2 separate regions of the Macaca mulatta genome follow, and region 1 is linked to region 2. Evidence: chromatin contacts called from public Hi-C data. All regions are on one chromosome and are shown on one strand. Each heading gives the region's core, a stretch centred on a gene start, on an enhancer-like site or on the middle of the called end of the contact. The rest is flanking DNA. Distances are from core to core; before and after follow the strand shown. Region 1 holds the start of LOC106993596. Region 2 holds the start of ST6GALNAC4 (ST6 N-acetylgalactosaminide alpha-2,6-sialyltransferase 4).

Region 1 (3,057 bases), core at 428-2,927, 110 kb before region 2:
CAGAACCCCAGAGTGGGAGTGTGGATGGGGCCTCCTGGTGTTTGCTTTCTTGCAGCCGAGACCCTGGGGTGTGCTGCCGAGGGGCTGAGTGGCAGAGGGGAACTGGCTGAATCAAAACCTGTGCCCTGGCTTCTGCTACTGTTCAGGATGCCGCCCCTGCCACCAGGCCAGCCCAGTGGGGGCCAAGGACAAGAGCAGCCCTGTCCTGTGCCCTTACCCCACCCTGGCGTTGAATGTCACTGCCCTTCTCCCAGCCCAGCCCATCACTGGTTTCATGGTCTGATTTATTGGTGAATACACAGGGGCGGGCCCAGGACAAGCAGCTTGGCTACTCCCCCTCTGCTGGCTGCCCGACCGGCAGAGGGGGCTCCATGTGGCAGGAGCTAGGCTCCCAACGCCCACTGTTCTTGCCACCCTCTGGGCTCCCAGGCTGGGCTCTGCTAGGCTCCTGTCTCCCCCGCCAGTTAGGCAAGTCCAGGTGTGGAGGCCGAAGGGATAGATCCAGGTGGCTCTAGGCTGGGCCCTCTTCCGTTCCTCGGGGGGAGGTGCTGTCAGCCTGGCTGGGCTGGCCTGGATCTGCTTCAAGTTCTCCCCTCCTGCCCAGCTCAGTTCACCAGTGCTGGATCCAGGTTCAAATGACAGGGGCTTGGGGTTTTACAACAGTGTGGCAAATGGTCTCTCTCCGCGGCCCTGGGCAGCCGTATCCCAGACCCACTGGGATATGAAGGTTCTGTGGGGTGGGGTGGAGGGACCCCAAGGTGTTCCAAGGCATTGGCCCCACTGGCAGCAGGCGTCTGAGAGGGAGGTGGGAAGGGCGGGCACGGAGAGCAGGCTCCATCCTGGGTCGAGTGGAGGACTGGCTCCCAGGGTGAGTTCACAGCGGTGCTCCCGGCTGGCGGCTGCTCAGTCTCTCCTGCTGGGCAAGCGTGGGGGGCCGGGGCTACGCCATGCTGCTGGTGGAGCAGGGGGTGCTCTGGGTGCTCCCGATGCTGTGGTTGGTGCTGCTGCTCTCTGAGGAGGCCGGGGCAGCCACTGCCACCACGGGCTCCCGCTTGCCGGGGGAACCTGGGAGCAGGGGCGGAGGTCAGGGTCCCGGCCAGGGCTCCTCAATCCCTCAGAGGCTTCACTGGGCTCCCCCGGGTGGGTGGAGGGGCCCGGCATGCTCACTGTGGGGGCCTGGGGTACTCACGCGTGTGCGAGTAGATGTACCAGAGTGCGGCGGTGAGCAGGGCCCCGATGAGGAAGGCACCAAAGGTGATGCCCAGCACGGCGGGCAGGACGAGGCCTTTGCTTGTGCAACCTAGAGAGGGCCGGCGCCATCAGCACTGCCGCCTCTGCCCCTGCCCCATCCCCTACCCTGTTGTGCTGGCCTGCGTGGGCTTTGGTGCCAGCCCTGCTCACCCTTGGACCCTTGACTTCTCTGAACCTCAGTCTCCTCTTGTAGCAAACGGGCTCATCACAGCCGGGCCTGGCATTGAGCCATGGTTGCTAGAATTATCCACCTAGAGGGCCCAGCCAGGCCTTTTGGGTCATGCCTCTGCCCCTCAAGGCTGATGGAGATGTGTTTTCAGGGAGGATGGATGGGGTAATATGAGGAAACTGAGGCTCAGGCGTGCAGAGCCTGCCCCACCTGCTGCGTGACCTTAGGTCAGCCCTGCCCCTCTCCGAAGCCTTTAGCAGGTAGACAACGGGTGAGAGCAGCTCCAAGCACCCTGCAGCTCTGCTCTTTGATTGCTCCAAGCCTCATTCCCTCCACATTCCTGACTCCTGTGTGACTACAGGCCAGGCAGTCTTCCCTTGAGCCTCTGATGTCCAATTCTGTGTCATGGGGTTATCAGCCCTGCCTTCTTGGTCCTGGGCTGGGAGTGGAGGCTCCATCCTGACCTGGATGTGGTGGCAGAGAGGTAGATGCCCCCATCCCTCACCCCTGCCTCTGCTGCCAGTGTCGGGACTCTTCTGCCTAGTATGGGCCTGGGGTGAACTGATGGAGAGGCTAGAGGGAGCATCCTGCAGGGAGAGGCCTCAAGGAAGGCAAGGCCAGCACCCCCACCCCAAAGGGCCTCTGTCCCACCCAGGAGGCTCCATCCTCCCAGCAACGGTGGGGATGGAGTGGAGCCGTGAGTAGGGGCAGAGGCCTAGACTCCCACGCCACAGGATGGTCTCAGGCAAGGGCTCTCCATCTGCAAAGTGCAGGCTCTGGCCCCTGTTCTAGGCTGCTGTGACTCTGGGAAGCCCTCCTCCTGCCCCTTCTGGGCTGCTTTCTCTGGGATCGCCCTTGCCATGTGCTATGTGCTATGTGCCCAGGCCGTTTCTCAGGGCTGCCCGCTGTGCCCTACTGTGACCTCAGCCACTAGAACAAACCCGAGAGACCTGGAGGGAGCTCACCAGACAGGTCAGGGCTGATGACGTTCAAGCGCGTGAAGACAGTCCTACGGACTTCCTGGAGGAGGAAGAGAGAGCAGTATGTGGCACAGCCTTTGGGAGGCGGCTTCCAGGTTTACTCCCTGGCTCTGTGACCCCAGCCCACTCTAGAGCCTTGGCTTAGAATCCCATCTCCACCGCTTCGTAGCTGGATGCCTCTGGGTGAGTCCTGGAAGATCTGTGCTGTGGGAGGGTGCCTAGTGGACAATCCCTGGCTGCTGCTGACATGTTTCCTGTGAGTTCCTGGAGGGCTTGATGCCTGGGAGCACTGTGGGAGCACTATGCATCCCTCACCCTCGTGAACACTTTGGAGCTATGAGCCAGGTCAGCCCAGAGCCCCAGGCTCACTGTGGCTGGAGGGAGAGGCCCACTTAGGTGAGCCTCGAAGGCTTCCCTAGCTTCATATGACCAGAGAAGTTTGTAATCCTGGAGGCTTGTCTGTGTAAGGGCCTGGGGGTGACTCTGGGGGTATCCAGGACAGATTGCCTGAGAGTGGGGGTCACCAGATGGTGAAGTGTTGTGACTGGCAAATACAGAAAGCCAGGAGTGTGTGTCCTTTGTCTGCCTCTTCCCTCGGGTCTCCTGTTCTTTGAGATTACACTGGTGACCATACTACATGGATGTGTGGGTGGCTAG
Region 2 (3,016 bases), core at 502-3,001:
CTGGGGACTGATAACGCCTACCGTGTGAACTTACGGGAGGGGCAGTGAAAGCGTTCTGTATACTGTAAAGTGCTGTGCACATGACAACGGGAAAGTGGTGCCTCAGAAGGGCCACCAGCCTCTTCAGCCTAGGACCAGGGCTGCCTAGTGTGGCCCTGCCTCCGCCCCACCCCCAGCTGACTCAGTGGCCGTCTGATGATCAGCAGGCCAGGTGGCACAAGGAGATTGGAGCAAATGTCATTCAAGAAATGGCTTTAATAATTGAAAAGCTGGTGCCTGGAGGCTCCTGCCTCCAGAAACCATGTTCCAAAGGCCGTTGGAACCAGGAAGCTCTTCTAGCCATCCGGGCTAGGCCCAGCCTGGGGCTGCCCTCCTGGCAGACTTAGTGAATGCCTCCACCACCACCAAGCCTCCCAGGAGGGGAGGGGCTTGGTGGCAGCAGAACTGTGGGCTAGTCACTGGGTAGTGGTCCACCCTGGTCACCACCTGTGTCTCTCTGGGCTCCAGTTTTCTAGACTCGAGGCACAAGTCCCTAGGCCACCGTTCAGAAGCCACCGAGCCCTTGGCTGGTGCTCTCTGAAAATCAGAAGTGGGCAAGTCGCCCCCACCCCCCACCCCATCACCCCCACCCACCCCGGCGCATCCTGCCCAAGGCCCACCATTTTCTGCCCGCAAAGCTACGTCAGCTTCTAAAAATAAGTCTTTTCTGTGTGGCCAGCTGTGCAGGGGAGGTAGTTCTGCCTGGCACCTGCTCCCCTGCCCATGAGGAACCAGAGACCTTGACTCAGGCAGTTGAGATGAACTGCCCCCCACAGCCAGCTGTCTCTCTCTCACAACCCGGGGCTTCTGCGGTAAAGACAAGAGCGGCTGAACTGAACTTTCACACCCCCAGTCCCAGGTAGGCCTTGCCTGGTTAGCTCGTAGTGTTACCTCCGTTTTACAGGGATAGCAAGGTACGGACACCGCAGAGGGGATGCCACCCGCCTGGGGTCACACAGAGAGCTGGACTTTGAGGCCATTCTGCCTTTCTCTGCTCGGCAGCAGGGAGGTCAGAAGTGGCAGTGGCTCCTGGGGTGGAGAGGCTGCTGAGCTGCTCCGCTGGTCAGGGTCTCTGCGTTCCCTGGAAGTCCTCCTTCTTCCACCACTTACCGGAGCCTTCATGCTGTCACTGTCCCTCGGTAGTCTAGGGGCTGCTGTCTCCAGGGCTGGGGCTGGGAAGGGGTGGGAGCCGGGCACCTGCCAAGACCCAGAAACTCAGAGCTAGGAGGGATAAGGCACATGAGGTTCTAGGCTATCGGGAAAACTGAGGCAGGGGAGGGTACAGGCCGGGGTGAAAGCACATGGCGCCCGGGAATCCAACCCCTTGACGTCTCCAAACACCGGAAGGCAATGTCCCCATCCTAAAAGAGCAGGACTCAGCGACTTTTGCGAGACCTCCTGCCAACCCAAGAGGCAGCCAGGGGGCACCCCCAGCTCAAGGTCACCAATCGGGTCTGGGGCAGAGAGAACCAGAAGCCCGGAATTCCACCCCATCCATCCTACCTCTCTACCCGGGGGACGAATGGAGAGGCCGGGGAAGGGCAGGACGTGGGATTTTCACCGCCCTTCCAGATTCCACTGCCTCATCTCCCGGCCGGGTGCTAACCGGGCGTGGAGGCTGGGGTTCGCAGGAGGCTCGCGATCCGCTGCTCGGAGCTCCATGGCCCCCGGGCCGGGCCGACCGGACTGGAAGCTGATCCGAGCGGCCAGAGGCAGGGGGCGGGGCCGGGGCCGGCAAGGACGGGCGGAGACTCGCGCGCCTGGGGCGGGGCCTGCGCGCCGCAGGCGGATCCTACGAGCGCAGCCTGCGCGACCTGGGGAGGGCTCTGCGCGGCCGGGACGGGGCGGGACGTGAATGGCTGGCGGCGAGGCCTCCAGCTAGGGGCGGGGCCTCAGGGCCGGGGGCGGGGCTTCAGAGCCGGGGCGGAGTCTGAGTACCAGCATCTCCCTTTTCTGTCCTCCGCATTTCCAGCAGGCTCCTGCCTGGGCGAGGCTGTCGGGCCGCAGGGGAAAGAGACCTAGAGTGTGTCGGGGGCCACCGGGCAGTGGCGGCCTGGCTGTCCGGACTTGAGTGTCTCCATTTCTGAAATGGTGGTTGGGCAGGGAAATTAAGCGGGGCTTCCGGTCAGGCAGTCCACGTTTCAACTGGTAGGGTTGCTGGATTTATCAAGTAAGATAGAGAATGCCCAGTGACACTGGAAATTCAGATAAACAACGAATACATAAGTTATTTTCAATATGATTATTTTATTATGATTATGTCAGTGTGACATTCACCTGAGCCTGTTTTTCTCCTCTGAGACCCACGTGCAGAAGCGGCTCCTGTCACAGCCAAGATTCGAACCCAGGCAGTTTCACTCCAGACCAGGGGCTGTGACCACCTACTCTTACCTCTCAAAGGCTCCCTCGCTGGAATGTCCTCCAAATCCAAGTCAAGTTAGCCCAGGCCCTGGGCAGATGCCGCAGTGTGTCCTATTGGGGTCCCTTGGGATCTCAGAGGCAACTGCCTTCAGGCGCCAGGCTGGTGGCAGAAAGCACTGGGACGGTAGCAGGGGTGGGCCTATGGGGAAGTGAGAGGGCACACTTCCCGTCTAAGTTTTTTTGTTTTTTTTTTTGAGACAGAATCTCTGTTGCCCAGGCTGGAGTACAGTGGCACCGTCTTGGCTCATTGCAACCTCCGCCTCCCGGGTTCAAGCAATTTCCAGCTAACTTTTGTATTTTTAGTAGAGACAGGGTTTCACCATGTTGGCTAGGCTGGTATCGAACTCCTGACCTCAAGTGACCTGCCTGCCTCAGCCTCCCAAAGTGCTAGGATTACAGGCGTAAGCCACCACGCCCGGCCCTTGTTTATGATTTTTTTTTTTTTTTTGCAAAATGTTGCATTGGCCAGAAAGATCTTCTCCCCATCCCCGCCACACCCACCTCCTCTGCAGGGCGCTGGCCTGGGAACCAGCTTGGGCTCCTTCCCTGGTCTCCA

Evidence for each region. A called contact is a pair of places that touch in the nucleus more often than the background predicts.
Region 1: a contact with region 2 is called in a Hi-C map of liver, with 4 times the contacts expected there. The contact joins the promoter of LOC106993596 here to the promoter of ST6GALNAC4 in region 2.

Annotation. Positions count from the first base shown.
Region 1 is chr15:19,888,876-19,891,932 of T2T-MMU8v2.0, reverse strand. LOC106993596 reads left to right here and starts at 1,677. Exons shown (of 3, transcript XM_015116774.3): 1 at 1,677-2,191; 2 at 2,193-2,288; 3 at 2,290-2,451. The coding sequence starts at 1,826. The coding sequence ends at 2,403. ENG (endoglin) reads right to left here. Exons shown (of 16, transcript XR_013405449.1): 14 at 2,386-2,440; 15 at 1,190-1,300; 16 at 268-1,065.
Region 2 is chr15:19,779,947-19,782,962 of T2T-MMU8v2.0, reverse strand. It overlaps ST6GALNAC4 (ST6 N-acetylgalactosaminide alpha-2,6-sialyltransferase 4), which reads right to left and starts at 1,751. Exons shown (of 5, transcript XM_077967889.1): 1 at 1,543-1,751.